Linked DNA regions of Sus scrofa: all the other regions are linked to region 3. A link is a contact called in public Hi-C and HiChIP or PLAC-seq data. All regions are on one chromosome and are shown on one strand. Each heading gives the region's core, a stretch centred on a gene start, on an enhancer-like site or on the middle of the called end of the contact. The rest is flanking DNA. Distances are from core to core; before and after follow the strand shown.

Region 1 (2,700 bases), core at 127-2,626, 250 kb after region 3:
CGGTGTTGCTGTGCGCTGTGGTGTAGGTCACAGATGTGGTTGGGATCCCGAGTTGCTGTGGCTGTGGAGTAGGCTGGTGGCTACAGCTCTGATTTGACTTCTAGCCTGGGAACTTCCATATGCCTCGGGTGGGCAGGAGGCTGATGTCTAATTAGCACAAGCTTGGGACCCCTCCCTCCTACCCTAATGGCAATGGTTTGAGTGTAAATTAGAGGAAATACAATATTATCAGGGATGAGAGATGCCCAAATTTAGAATTCATGGGGTATGTGAAATTTGCCTGCTTTCTAAAAAGGTACAGAATTCAGTTAACTACATATTATCGATAGTTGATGTGGTCCCCTACCCACTATCCAGATGAAGACAGTACTGGAAGCCGCCTTAGGGATCTGAGGCAGGGAGCACAGGGTAGAGGCCTACGCTACCCAGGGCACACCCAGCAGGCTAATGAGCACCAAGGGAATGCCTCTTTAGGTAACTGGGTGGTCTCTACAGCTTTGGGTGCTGTGCTCAGGGTGGAAAGGACCCCAGGAAGCCAGCCCACAATGCTCCGTTCCCTGGCTCCCTGGCTGGAGCTGCGATGTGGTGATGAGAGCACTCCTTACCTTTGCAGTGTCCATCATAATCCACCTGGATTTTGGATCCAGTGAGGCAGGCATCTCGATGCAGCTCACAGTGGTTGAGGTAGGTCTTGCCGTTGCTGCCACACACAGGCCTCTTGTGAGGTTTGCATTGCTGAAACAGACATGGAGGACATTGGTGCAGTCAAGGTTGAGTGTGTGTGCACGCGCGCACACACACACACACACACACACAAATACAAAGCCATCTTGTGAGAGGAATCCCTTCCAGGGATGACTTCTAAACTGCCAGGACACAGGGAGCCTCAGCTCTGGCATCAGTGACCCTACCCAACTCGTGTTGGAGGGACCCCAAATGGTGCTCTGTGCTGATCCTGGCCCAGGGTCATCTCTTCTACTCAGTGAGAAAAAATAACACTCTGCTACCCCAACACTATCAAATTAGCAGAAGGGCATTTTATTAAAAGTCAGGAATATGGATTATCTGCCACTTTATTACTTTGTAGAAAGTCTCTCAAGATCTCTGGATGATCTAAGATCCCTTACAATTTCAACATTCTATGACACAAAACAGAGCCAAGAGCTGGGAATGTGGAGAGACCGAAAGGCAGGTAAACACACAGCCCCACATCCCATCACCCCAATTCTTCAATAATTCCAGGGTCTAGCTCAAAGAATCTTTGTATTCTTGCTTTGTTTAGTATTTTGTTTTCCCCCTCATCTCACAGCAGTTGTTGTGAGGCAGGGGGAGGGGTGCCGGGTCTCTGTGAAGTTCTACAGAGGATCATTCTGGACAGGGAAATGGACTCAAGTTCACTTGGCACCTCGATTCTATTTTGGCTATTTAAAGTGCCATGCTTACGGGCAAGCTTGGTTTCTTTAGACTTTCATGGTTTCTGAAAGGGGGAAGGGGAACGCAAGTTGTGCTCAGATCTGATAAAGGCACCAAAGCCCAAAAGAGTAAATGTAGTAAAAGAACACCAAATCCTGGAAATGGAAGGTAGCCCAGCCAGATAAACTTCACTGAACCAACACTTATCACTGGGTTCTTACTATGTACTGGGCCCTGAACAAAGGCAAACATGGTCTGTCTTCATGGCATGGAGTGGCAACTAATTTGTTAAAATCACATAACAATATGTAGACAAGCTGAGGCTAGATGCCAGGTTTCTGGACCCTAGACAGTCACAGTAGCCTGCTACACCTCTAGTGAGGACCTCTCAGGGTCCCCAGCAGACCTGGTTTGCAGGTTTCTGAGTTGAAGGACTTCCTTTCTGAGACGATGGGTCAGGATCCTTTACCTGGGGACTAAAATGGGTGTATTTACTTGTAGAAATACAGATGAATTTCCAGGCTTGGGTTTGTCTAAAAAAAGGGGGAAAAAGGGCGACATCTAGGCTATTTATATTTGCCAAGAGTGAGAATCCTGCTTATGAAAGAAATATTTCTCAAAAGCTCACTTTGCTTTTTAAATTTCATTAAAAATAAAACCAAACCTGAAAAATCTGATTCTATCTTGTATTTTTAAAATGTTCATATCTTTGACCCAGCAAGTCCCAGTGAAACTCAAGCCTACAGAAATAATGACAGCAGCATGTCAGAATATTTGCACAAGGATGCCATTGTTTATAGTGGTAAACAACCCATGACACAACCTAAATGTCTATCTATAGGAAAATGATTACCTAAGTCTGGTTCTCTTGTATGACTATTATTGAGCTATTAAAAATGAGTTAAGGCGTTCCCGTCATGGCTCACTGGATAATGAATCTGACTAGGAACCATGAGATTGCGGGTTCAATCCCTGGCCTAGCTCAGTGGATTAAGGATTCGGTGTTGCTGTGGCTGTGGTATAGGCCGGCAGCTACAGCTCTGATTACACCCCTAGTCTGGGAACCTCCATATGCCACAGGTGAGGCCCTAGAAAAGACAAAAAAAAAAAAAAAAAAAAGGAGTTAAAACTATATGTGCTGACCTAGAGAGAACATTGTTATGATATATTAATAAGTACAAAATGTGAGTTGCATATATCTAGAGCTGTCTATATTATGATCTCATTTTTACATAAAATAGGGAGAAATCTTAGATAGTTGCATAGAAAAAATGAACATGTAGAACA
Region 2 (2,700 bases), core at 161-2,660, 170 kb before region 3:
TAGGGCAGAGAGACCTGTACATTATAAATCAACTATAATGAAGATCAATACACCAAAATGAACACAGATGATGTGCGAGGTGAAGTGCTACAATCCACTGGAGTAAGGAAGAGATTCAAGAAAGGATTCTGGAGGGAGAGATAAGAGGTTATTTTACTTAAGGAATATAGGAAGCAAATGAGTCAGATGCACATTTTATCTGCTCTAGGTATGAAGTGGAAAACAGCATGATTTGGATAACTAATCTGAGAGAATAAGGATGAGAAGTGGATAGGTGGCAACATTACAGGCTGAAAGGCAAACAAGAGACTGTTTATGAAAACCTAAGATTCTGAATGCATCAACATCTACAAGCAATACAACAAAAATAAAGCATTTCAATAAATCAACTATTTGATTGCCACTTCTGAGTTTATCTTAGTTTTATGTTGTTTCTATTAGGTTTTGAGAAAATTTCTCTATCAGCTGATTTATTTCAGCTGATTTATATTTGGAAACTCTGAAATCATATACTTAAGCTTTACATTTTACAGATTTTTAAAAAGTATGTTTGACATGGATTTTATTATTCAGACACAAAACAAGTCTTAGGGCTTCCCTGAATTTTAAGAGATAGAAAAGCAATTTTTCACCCAAACTTTTAAAGATACACTTAAAAATAGTAATTATTTATGAATTTCCTAAAAACGGAGTCCCTCCATGACTTAAAGGAAAAGAAAATGCACATAATGTTATATGCACATTTTTTAAAGTATGATATTTCACTGAATAAAAGGGGGGATTTTCAAAATTATCACACTATTGGGAAGAGTATGCACTCTCAGTTATCTGTTATTAGAATAAGATCTTTCCATTTATTGCAAAAAAGCACTTGTCAAGTGCATCATCGTAATCCTAAAACATCACCGAGGCAGAAAGACTCAACCAGAGATTCATGGCATAAGATTTTGGGGATGCTGTTCATCCCTTTTAATCTGTACCCAATCCCATCATGTTTAATATTTTTTCATTCACCTAGTTGCAAATTTAGCTAGACACAAATAATAACAAGCCAGGAATTATGATTTGTGTCTTCAAAGAAATAAAGCCAAAAATCATCTGACAAAAGCATTGAAATCAATTTCTTTCCCAGCCTTGCGTTGAGCCTTGCTCAACACCAGAGGTCGCCAAACTTCAACAATAGAGTTGTACATGTAGCCTTTAAAGCAAATGCCAAGTTAATGAGATCCTATTAGAAATCTGTTAATCCTCTGCTTGAAATCTTGCAGTGACTTTTAACTGTCTACAGTCTAATATGTTTAGGCCAATGCCCACAGCTCCAGCCTTCTCTCTCCTGGTAAACTTATACCCTGTTCCCACCATTCAGAACCTTAGGCTCAAACCATAAAGCACTACACAACAGACAAGACACAACAGACCTGACAACGTTAAGTATCTTCATCCAAATTAGCATGTATGTCCTCCAGTCCCTTCCTTTCTCTAAATAGAATACATCTCCATGTTTCAAGATTCAGCTGAAGAGTTACCTCTTCTAAGAAGCCTTTTCAGATAGCACTACCTCCAAACAGGATGCTTCTGCCTTTGTACCCTGCTCAGGCTTCTGGGATCATACCTGCCTTACTCCACTGATCTCAGTTTTTCCCTTCCTCCTCTCAATGAGTTTCTGAACTTGAGGGCAAAGATTCTTTATGTTCTAGCCCAGATGGTTAATAAATCAACATGTTGTTAATATAGATGCACCCTGAAAGGCTAAAGGGATACATGGCCAGGACTATACATAATGGATTTAATCAAAACTTTTAAAGTAAGTAGATGAAAATTGTACAACACAGGCCAAGAGAGATTATACATAGTATGGCTGGATAATTAAACATCTTCACTTCTTTTCTGCATAAAAGAACTATCTATTCAAATTGGATAACTGTCAGGTTGACTGCATATATCATAAACCTGACAAATTTCTCTAATTAGAAAACTAGAAAACATGTCACTGAGTTATTCTTTTTCAAAATATCAGTACTCTACTGATAATGGAATCATTACCATACATTTTTACCTTCAGAGGATTGATATAAAATGTATTCCCTTTTGTATACCCCTATAATTTACAAGTTTTCCTTTTTTAAATCCATTGGATGTAGGCAGCTAAAATACTTAATTCTCAACACATGCAGTTTTATCCAGTTTCTATCTACCTCTTTCCTATATATATATATGAGTGAAGTTCTGGTATAAGGAAACTTTGTGTTGGGGGGAGGGGGTGTATGCAATGTTTCCACCTCAGGGTTTTCTTCTGATTTCCAAAAGGCAAAATCCTCTTACCCTTCTCTCCCCTGGGAGGAAAAAAAGGCTATAGCAATAGCAGCACAAATCTTTAAATCCCATTAGGAACATCAGTGAAGGAAAAAGCACCAAATAGTCATGTTATTTGAACACAATTGAACAACTTGGAAAAGGATTTACTCAGCCTGGGAGGATGAACTAGTGCAGGAGGACCCCTTTGTGTGTCTGTGTTCTCCTCCATCTGTCACTTAACTTGATGTGGGTCCTGTGCAAAACTATGGTCAGAGTTTACTGCCTTGCTTAAAATACAGTAGAAACAACAAAACCTTATCAAAAGTCCTGTAGGTAAATGTTCTCATTCTTTGACTTAAAAAAAAATTGATATACTTCATATAATCATGAAATGCATCCCTTTAA
Region 3 (2,700 bases), core at 3-2,502:
TGTCAAATTCTGAAAGTACGTTTAAATAAACTCTTTAAATTCCACATAAACAGAGATACACAGGAACATCTGACACTTAGTGTACCACTCAACTAGACTTTTCTGCACAAATCTAGCAAGAGGGTCCAGTCTAGTAATAACCCTGAACAGAGCCCAAATTATACCCTATTATATCCAGGACCACAGCATTCTGCAAAACCTATGATGAAAAGGTCTAAATCCATATTCCTCTAACTGGATAGTCTTACCTAAAGAAAACCAATGCAAGAGTATTTTAAACAGTCTTAAGAAGGGACCCCTGAACTTTACATCATTTAGCATGTATGGAATGCAATGGCATCCCCAAAACTGATATATGGAGGGTCAGTGACAGTTAACATTCAACTCAGTATCTGACAACATGACAATACAAATCTCGATCAAAACCAGGACCTACTTCCAAGTTACCTTTTGATTAAATATTAACTCTATAGTGGTAGACTTAAAACAATGCATGTTGAGATACTACTGCTACTGAGTATCAACCTCACGGGTCCCTTCTAAGAGGAGGAATCAATGCTTGCCTGGAAATGTGAAAGTGGTCACTGAGCAAGTTCATCTCTGGATTAAGAACAAATGCGTTGTACAGTCACAAAGGCAAGAAAGAACTGTTAAGAGACTGTGACATTTAGCTCCTCTATTAAGTGTACAAAACTATGATAACCCCTGAGATCTGAGCTAACTATCCCTTGTTCCTAAAGACACACTGCAAAAGCACATAATGGTTTATGAATCTTGTCCTTCGCTTTATTCATGAGAATGAGCCAAGTAAACACTTCCATCACTATTTTAAGATGGAAATAAGTCAACCGCTTGATAAAGCTGGCAAGAAAACTATAAGAAATATTTCAAGTCAAATCATCCAAATAAAAATCATATTCCCTCTATTCAAGGTTAATGAGACCGGGGGAGGGAGTATGGGAGGAGAAAAGAGGGAGCTGCCTCATCCTTGACAGAAGACAGGTTTCTGCCCTTTTCCATTATCTCTGATTGTTATATCAGACATCATATTTTAAGATCCTGGTATTTCAAAGTCTCTTATTTAAAGGGTGAGGTGGAGAAAGAGTGTAAAATAAAATCAATACTCACTGCTAACTTTCATGCTGCCAAAAGCTGAAGGCTGCTGCACTGGCTTGCAGCTCTCCGCAAAGGAGGTGGTTCTGGGCCGCCCTGACATGATCACTGTCTTCCCGAATCACCTTCTTTTCCTTCCTTCCTCCTCTTCTTCCTTTTGTTTTATGTTGGGGTGTTAGGTTAATGATAAACGCAGCATTAAGTTCTCCCACAGGAAAAAAAAAAAGACTTCGTCCTCTTGGCTCTTCACTCCTTTTGTATAGCGACAAAAAAATGCGAGCGATGTATTTCTCCTTGAAGACAGATCAGTACGGATATTTAACATATAGATGATCTGGGACTGGGGAAAAAAAAAATACAATTCTCTCCCCTCCCTTTCCTTGGAGGGTAGAAATGGGTGGGAGGTCCTAAAAAATATGTATCACGTGAAACGGGGGCAAATACTTGATTGAAAATAAGTACTTTGAATATTATATTTTCCTCAGGGATTTTTTTTCCGAGTCAATGAAGAAGGGAAGCGGCGGAAGGATCACGAGTCTCACGCTTGAAAAGAAGGGGGGATGGGAAGGAGGGAGGGAGCGGGAGGGGGTGGCTCGGAGATGCGACGGGAAACGCTGCGGCTCCGGCAGCGGCGGGATCCGGCGGGCTGACGGCTGGGGCCCGGCGAACTGGAAGGCGGCGGAGTCGCGAGTCAGTCAGAGGCGGGCGGTGGCGGCGGCTCCTCTCCTCATTGCGCCAGGAGCAGCTGCAGGCGGCGGCTGGATCCAGCGGCCATGGCGGCGGCGGTGGCGGAGGCAGCTCCCTTCAGACCCCAGGCAGCGGCTCCTCGACTGCTCCCCATACGCCGGGGACATGGGAACCCGGCAACCGCTTCCGTCCCTCGGGGCCCCCTCCCCCGTCCACGGCACCGGCGCGACCGCCCTCCCTCCCGCCCCTCGCCTCTGCTCGGTCTCGCTCAGGAAGTGTCCGCGCTTTGCCCCCAGCCCGAAGCCCTGTCAGTGGCTGCGGGGCCGGCTCCTCCTCGCTTCCTTCCTTCCTTTGTCACTCGGGCCCGGGCGGCGGCGGCGGCGGCGGCGGCGGCGGCGGCAGCGGCGGCGGCAGCAGCAGCGAAAGCCCGCATTCGCCCGGGTCGGGGGCTGTTCTGTGTGAGGAGTGCCGTCTGCGCAGCCGCCTAGCTCTTCCCCAACCCCTCCCCCCTCCTACTCGTCCTCCGCCTCCTTCCTCCCCCACCCAGCCTTACACCGCCCAGCGCCCCTCCGCCCGCGTAACAGGCGTCTGAGAATTGCCGGCCGAGCCCGGCGCCCGCCCCCTTCGGCAGGGGAGCCGAAGCCCGAGCGGAGCCAATCACGGACGTCGTTTGTTTGCGGCTCCTCCCGGAAAAAGCCGATCGGCCAGAGGAGCCAATTAGAAAGTACCACTGGAAATCACGCCCAAGGGCGGAAAGTGCCGAAGATAGCCGACCGAGAAGAAGATGGGTTGGAGTGATACTGTGGCTGGCTGGAGGAGAAATTCGACAATGGCAGCAGCGGCCAATCAGAGTCGCCGGCTCTCACGAAAAAGCTTGAAGAGTTAAGAACTGTGAAGCCG
Region 4 (2,700 bases), core at 18-2,517, 210 kb after region 3:
TTTTAAGGATGAGCAGGGGTCTGTCCAGTGCAAGCAACATTCTAGGCAAAAGGAACAACAATGTACAGAGGCACTGTATCCATTCAACACACATTTAGTGAGAGCCTACAAGCTGCTGGTAAAGTGCACACCTTACTGAATTCCACAAATAGTATTGCTGGTATTGCCAAGGAGAAGACAGAGTAGGTAACGCAGTGGCAAGCAGGGATCAGATCAGAGTTCCTTTGTATGTCACTTTACAGGACATAAACTTTGATCTACAGGCATGGAAAACCACCCAAGACTCCGGAGCAATTAAGTGACAACCTCAGATTTACATATGTTTGAGTATATGCTCAGTTCAGATCACTTCCAGTGACCCCAGAAAAACAGAAAAAATATCTCGAAAATCTGCACAGCGCAAACACAACAAACCAAACGCTGTCACACCCATGATCCTATCAGCTCCTCAGTACAACTCACTGAGTTGGCAGGGCAGCCAAAGAGTTCAAGAGCCTGGACTGAGAGAGTTACGTGACAACCAACGGGCGCCAAGACCAGGCGCAGGGCCCCGGAACTACCGGGGCCTCGGGACACCCACCCTCGACCCTGTGCTGGGGCCTCCCTACTCTCGGGCAGGCCGGCACCCGCTCACCTCCTCAAATTTTCGATCTCAGCCGGGATGCTCTGAAGCTGGTTGCCGCCAAGGCTGAGGGTCTGCAGCGCACGCAGCTCCAGCACCGAGGTGGGCACCTCCTGGAAACAGTTCCCGCTGAGGTTGAGCACCTGGAGGCTGCGGCAGAGCGGCGACTGGGCCAGGCCCTTGGGCAGCGCGCCGGGCCCGCCGAGACGGTTATTCTTGGCCAGCAGCGTGCGCAGGCCGCTCAGCGCTAGCAGCTCCGGCCCCAGCGCGGTCAACGCGTTGCCGCTCACGTCCAACAGTTGGAGGTGCGGGAAGCCGCTGCCCAGCGCCCGCGGCAGCGACACCAGACGGTTGTGCGGCAGCAGCAGCCGTAGCAGCGCCTCCCGCGTTCCGCGCCGCTCCTCGCCCCGCGCCTCCAACTCCGACTCCAGCGTCTCGGGAGAAACGCTGAGGCGGGACAAGTTCAGCTCGGCCTCCCCGGCCGTGGCCACCGGCGCTCCGGCCTCCTGCATCCCGGCCACCGCGTCGCGCAGAGCGCGACCCACAGGCCGGGAGCTCCGCGGCGCCCCGGAACCTGAACCGAGGGCTGCGTCGGAAGTGGCGCGGGCGGGCGCTAACCCCGGCCCCCCTCCCCCCCCGCGGAGTCACGCGACGCTAGGAGGCGGGGTGCGCGCGCCGCTCAAGGGCCGGACTCCGTCTCGCGCGGCGCGCCGCAAGGATCCCATGAGCCGGGCGGGGGCAGAGAGCAGTCAGTGCTCGGCTTACTCTCTGAGCCCGGCTGGGTCCGGGCAGTCGTGTTCTATAGTTCTTGAAGTCTGGTGACCTGTCCCCGAATTCCAGGGTGGCCTCGGTAAACAGTCCGAGGACAGTTTGGTTATTTGGCTTTGAGGGTTCGCGCGTGACGGTGCACCGCCTTCTGAGGCCCTGGTTTCGGAGTGGGGGCCCCTGGTCTGCGGGAGCCAGCGAGGACTCAGGACTTTAGTGATGATTCAGTTGCATGACAGCAAGACCCGGGAATTCAAAGTCCCGGGATTGACCAAGCCGACTTAAAAGCGCGAAGGCAGCTGAACTAGAAATCGGGACTCTTGGATCTTACCTCGGGTTCTGCTGTTAAATAACTTTGTTTCCTCGGACAGGGGATTTGATTTCAGTTTCTCCATCCAAAAAAAATATGGCTAATCCTTGGCCTGCTTGCCCTAGAGGATTTTTTTTTTTAAAGGAATGTGTGTCAAGAACATTTCACCATTTTAGCTGTAGAAGCACTTCTGTGGTTTTTGGTTTAAGTTGCAGTGGCTGGAAATGAATTTGGGAGCCATGGCTGAGTTTTCGTTAATTTGAAATAGCTCAAATTAATTGATCAGTTTAACCCAGAAAGCATTGAGATTTTACTTCAGGTTAAAACTTCAATTTAACTGGAAAAGTCCTGATTCTGGCTTTCATGTAGTACTTCTAAACCTGTTTTCGCCCTTACCCTAAAGTCGGTTTTTTTCTGAAATTTTTATAATTTTGAAAAGTCATGGATAGAAATGAAAATATTTAGTGTATTTTTTTACAAAGCTTATGCATAAAAATGTTAGACGATTGTATATAACCAGTGCTATTAAATTGCTTTCTTCCTAAAAAGAATAAAGTTAACTTTTTTCTTGCCGGTTATTTGTGTGAGAAATTATGCTTTTTACCTCCTGCCAAACTTTAACTTAATTTCTGATTGATTTATGGTTATGGGAGGATACACTTTGTGAGTTTAAAGCAGGGATGGAGTGTTTTTAAAACCAATGGAGTGTCCTGAATTTGAAACCTGTTTTGAAAGGGTCCTTTTAAAAAGTAGACTTTACTTGGGATCAAGATAACATTCTGGCAGGAACCTAGTGTGTGAAAATTGCAAATGTTTAAAATAATACGGGAGTTCCCGTAGTGGTGGGCAGTGGTTAACGAATCCGACTAGGAACCATGAGGTTGCGGGTTTGATCCCTGCCCTTGCTCAGTAGGTTAAGGATCTGGCGTTGCCGTGAGCTGTGGTGTAGGTGCAGACGCAGCTCGGATCCCGAGTTGCTGTGGCTGTGGTGTAGGCCAGTGGC
Region 5 (2,700 bases), core at 54-2,553, 160 kb after region 3:
GCTACTGTTCTGCAAGCCTGGCTGCTACCCAGCCTGCAGAGAGGTCTTCTATGCTGCATTTAGCCATTGGTGGGGGGAAAAAAAATTGTTTTCCTTTGCAGGCCTTGCTGCCTCATACAATTTTATCATATTTTTCCAGCTTTTATCCCCATCCGAAAACTTTTCACTTTTCCGTAGGGATGCAACAATTTAACATTACCTTCCATATCCCGGTTTAAAGGAGTACACCAGGAAAGACTTCATTATAGACCAGGACATAATTTGCCTATTATTCATGCGCATGTACCTAGGAAACCAACAAAGGGAAGAGTACAAGCATGCCATGACGCCTCTCCCACACAGATTTCCATCCTAAAATGTTAACAACAAAACTCAATTTTAAAGAAAAACCTCAAGGTTCGGATTCTGCAGTGCCGCACGTATATTCAGACATACAGCATTCAAACACCGAGTTCTAACAAGTGGCCTCTCATTTCTAACAGAGCTAAGTCTGAAACGGGTGCCTGCCAAGGGACAAGGATGCTGCAGCTCCCGGGCAACTCTCCTCTGCCCAGAATAAGGCAGTTCGACAGACCGCAGGGCAATAAAACTTTCTCTATTCAGGACTTCACAATCCTGTGAAGGGGTCCACCCTACGCCCCCCCACCCCCACACCCCGCCCCGGCATCCTGGAGAAAACGTGCCCCTGCCAGGGAGCTCTGGGGACAGGCTCGGTGAGGAGGCTCTGGGAAGTCTACAAGCTTGTTCCCGGACCTCTCCGCTTCAGCAGTCCGTCGCTGGTTTAACAAAACAGAACAGCTGCAGCCCCTCTTCCCAACAAATACCAGAATTCTCCAATCCTCGTGAAATTGCCACGGGCATCCCTTGGTCAATGATCCGGGCTCGCTTCCAATTTCTAAGATAGTTTCTTGACCATTCCCAAAGAAGCTGCCAGATTCTGGAGGGGAGAGAACGCCCTTCCATACCCCCTTCCACTTTTTACTTTAGAATTTAAATGTTTGATGTTTTTTTTGTGGATATATCGCGTCCACAGAGAGGTTCTACAAAATCCCGAATTTGGGATGATCCTCAGGGCCGCGCAGCTCACCTCATCAGGTCCCCGACCGCCGAGGAGTGCCAAGCCCGCGGCTGGCGGCGGGACGCCCGCAGTGCCCCGGTCTCTCGCGGGTTCGCGGGGCCGGAAGGGACGAGGAGAGGCGGGGGCAGCACCGCAAGGGGCCGCGCCCATAGCCGCGCCGCGAGCCGGGAGGCGGGCGCGGAGGCGGCGGGACGGCGGCGCCGGGCTCTGAAGTCCGCGCCCGGCGCGCGGTGCCTGCGGGGCCGCCCCTGGCCCCTCCCCTGGCACCGCCCCGCGCGCGGAGCCCGACAGCTCGCTGGGCCCCGGAGGGCTCACGGGGATGACCCAGTGCTCGCTGGCCTTGCGCGTCGCGCCCTCCTCCGCCGGAGTGGGGCTGCTCCAGGGGACTCGGCGCCCGAGCGGGCAGAAAGACGCTCGATTTCCCAAGAGCAGGAATTATGTCTAAGCTTTTACCCAGGGCCCTTGCCGAGTCTCTCATTCTATACAGCTAGACCCTTTCGTTTTAAACATGCACAAAGTGAGGGGGACCGATTCGATCCTCCTTCTTGGGGGTTGCTTTAGTTAAGAAGGCACGTGGGCGACTTCAGAGACCAGGTCCAGCTCTTCAGTTTTGTGGTTCTAGATTGAGGATTCGTCCTTCCCATGTCTGTAGAGCATTTACCTCAGAATTTGTCCTTGCTCTTAGCCCATTACTGTCACCGTCCCCTCTATATTCTGCAAGATACTTGAATCTTTGTCCCAGTATGGCTCCCATCTTCAATCCCGGTGTTGGCTTTCTCAAATTGGAGTATCCCCAAGCCCTCAGTTATCAGGCAAGGAAGGTTTTCCGTCGTCCACCAAGGCCTGCCTGCCCTATTTACTTCGGAAATGTTGCTGGACTCTCCCCTCCTCTGCATTCCCACCTTGTTGCACTTGTTAAACTTTGATTGCCTTGGCCTGAAACATTTTAATAGTTTCCTAACTGGTTTTCTTGCCTCCTGTCTCTCCTCACACCCCAAACAGAATTAGGAATGTCATTCTCCTGACAAAACAAACAAAACATTCCCCTCACCTCCCCACACGCTCCAGACCTGCAGTAACTGCCTTCTGCAATTGGAATACAGTCTAAACTACTTTCACAGATGGAAGCCAGCTTTCCTTTCCAACCTTCTGTCCACTCAGCACCTGTGTTCCAGTTATCCTGAGTTGGGCAAATTGCCATTTTTTAATATAGCCTGTGTTTTTAACTCCCCTGTGTGTTATGCTCACTCCATTCCCTTATCCTGGATTTCTCTTCATCCTCATCTTTACCTGTTGAATTGCTCCCAAGCCTTCATGATCCAACTCAAATGCCTGCTCTTTTAACAAAGCTCTACCAGATCTTCCCAGTCCATCTGGGAGATCAATTAATATTTCTTCCAGTGCTCCTGGTCTGTCACAGCACTCACTAACTTGGACTGTATGTTACAGCCAGATGTGTCCTATTGTCTCCCCACCAACGGTCAGGGCCTGCAAAGCAGAAGCTATTTCTGACTCATCCTCCATGGCAATTGGCTGCACACATATTTTAAAACAAATAACCACTCTTTGGATATAAACTTTGCTTATTGTAAAAATTCAAACACACAAAAGTATAAGGAAGG

The links. A called contact is a pair of places that touch in the nucleus more often than the background predicts. HiChIP or PLAC-seq counts read pairs in DNA pulled down with a chosen protein or histone mark.
Region 1: a Hi-C map of liver shows a contact between it and region 3, with 5 times the contacts expected there. The contact joins the enhancer-like site here to the promoter of GSK3B in region 3. A contact is called at or near these places in 2 of 5 promoter capture datasets (fetal skeletal muscle and liver), 4 of 47 Hi-C or Micro-C datasets (fetal heart ventricle, liver and skeletal muscle) and 2 of 2 datasets of contacts at active chromatin or transcription factors (alveolar macrophages and skeletal muscle).
Region 2: a contact with region 3 is called in an H3K27ac HiChIP or PLAC-seq map of alveolar macrophages. The contact joins the enhancer-like site here to the promoter of GSK3B in region 3. A contact is called at or near these places in 3 of 5 promoter capture datasets (fetal liver, fetal skeletal muscle and liver), 15 of 47 Hi-C or Micro-C datasets (adipocytes, alveolar macrophages, embryonic fibroblasts and 10 more) and 2 of 2 datasets of contacts at active chromatin or transcription factors (alveolar macrophages and skeletal muscle).
Region 4: a Hi-C map of liver shows a contact between it and region 3, with 4 times the contacts expected there. The contact joins the promoter of LRRC58 here to the promoter of GSK3B in region 3. A contact is called at or near these places in 1 of 5 promoter capture datasets (liver), 15 of 47 Hi-C or Micro-C datasets (alveolar macrophages, embryonic fibroblasts, fetal skeletal muscle and 9 more) and 2 of 2 datasets of contacts at active chromatin or transcription factors (alveolar macrophages and skeletal muscle).
Region 5: a contact with region 3 is called in an H3K27ac HiChIP or PLAC-seq map of skeletal muscle. The contact joins the promoter of GPR156 here to the promoter of GSK3B in region 3. A contact is called at or near these places in 1 of 5 promoter capture datasets (liver), 1 of 47 Hi-C or Micro-C datasets (liver) and 2 of 2 datasets of contacts at active chromatin or transcription factors (alveolar macrophages and skeletal muscle).

Annotation. Positions count from the first base shown.
Region 1 is chr13:139,883,512-139,886,211 of Sscrofa11.1, reverse strand. It overlaps FSTL1 (follistatin-related protein 1), which reads right to left. Exons shown (of 11, transcript XM_021070306.1): 4 at 606-735. Among named protein-coding and RNA genes, the nearest start is that of FSTL1, 38 kb to the right of the region's middle. Within about 2 kb of position 1,376, at least 2 of the 83 cell types and tissues checked have an H3K27ac peak or open chromatin away from gene starts, as enhancers often do. A contact at or near this core is called in liver, where this site is marked.
Region 2 is chr13:140,303,696-140,306,395 of Sscrofa11.1, reverse strand. The region is part of intron 7 of GSK3B (glycogen synthase kinase 3 beta); the gene reads right to left. Among named protein-coding and RNA genes, the nearest start is that of NR1I2, 100 kb to the left of the region's middle. Within about 2 kb of position 1,410, at least 8 of the 83 cell types and tissues checked have an H3K27ac peak or open chromatin away from gene starts, as enhancers often do. A contact at or near this core is called in alveolar macrophages and skeletal muscle, where this site is marked.
Region 3 is chr13:140,135,718-140,138,417 of Sscrofa11.1, reverse strand. GSK3B (glycogen synthase kinase 3 beta) reads right to left here and starts at 1,252. Exons shown (of 11, transcript NM_001128443.1): 1 at 1,129-1,252. The coding sequence starts at 1,216.
Region 4 is chr13:139,926,275-139,928,974 of Sscrofa11.1, reverse strand. LRRC58 (leucine-rich repeat-containing protein 58) reads right to left here and starts at 1,267. Exons shown (of 5, transcript XM_021070309.1): 1 at 635-1,267. The coding sequence starts at 1,134.
Region 5 is chr13:139,973,033-139,975,732 of Sscrofa11.1, reverse strand. It overlaps GPR156 (probable G-protein coupled receptor 156), which reads right to left and starts at 1,303. Exons shown (of 10, transcript XM_021070315.1): 1 at 1,088-1,303.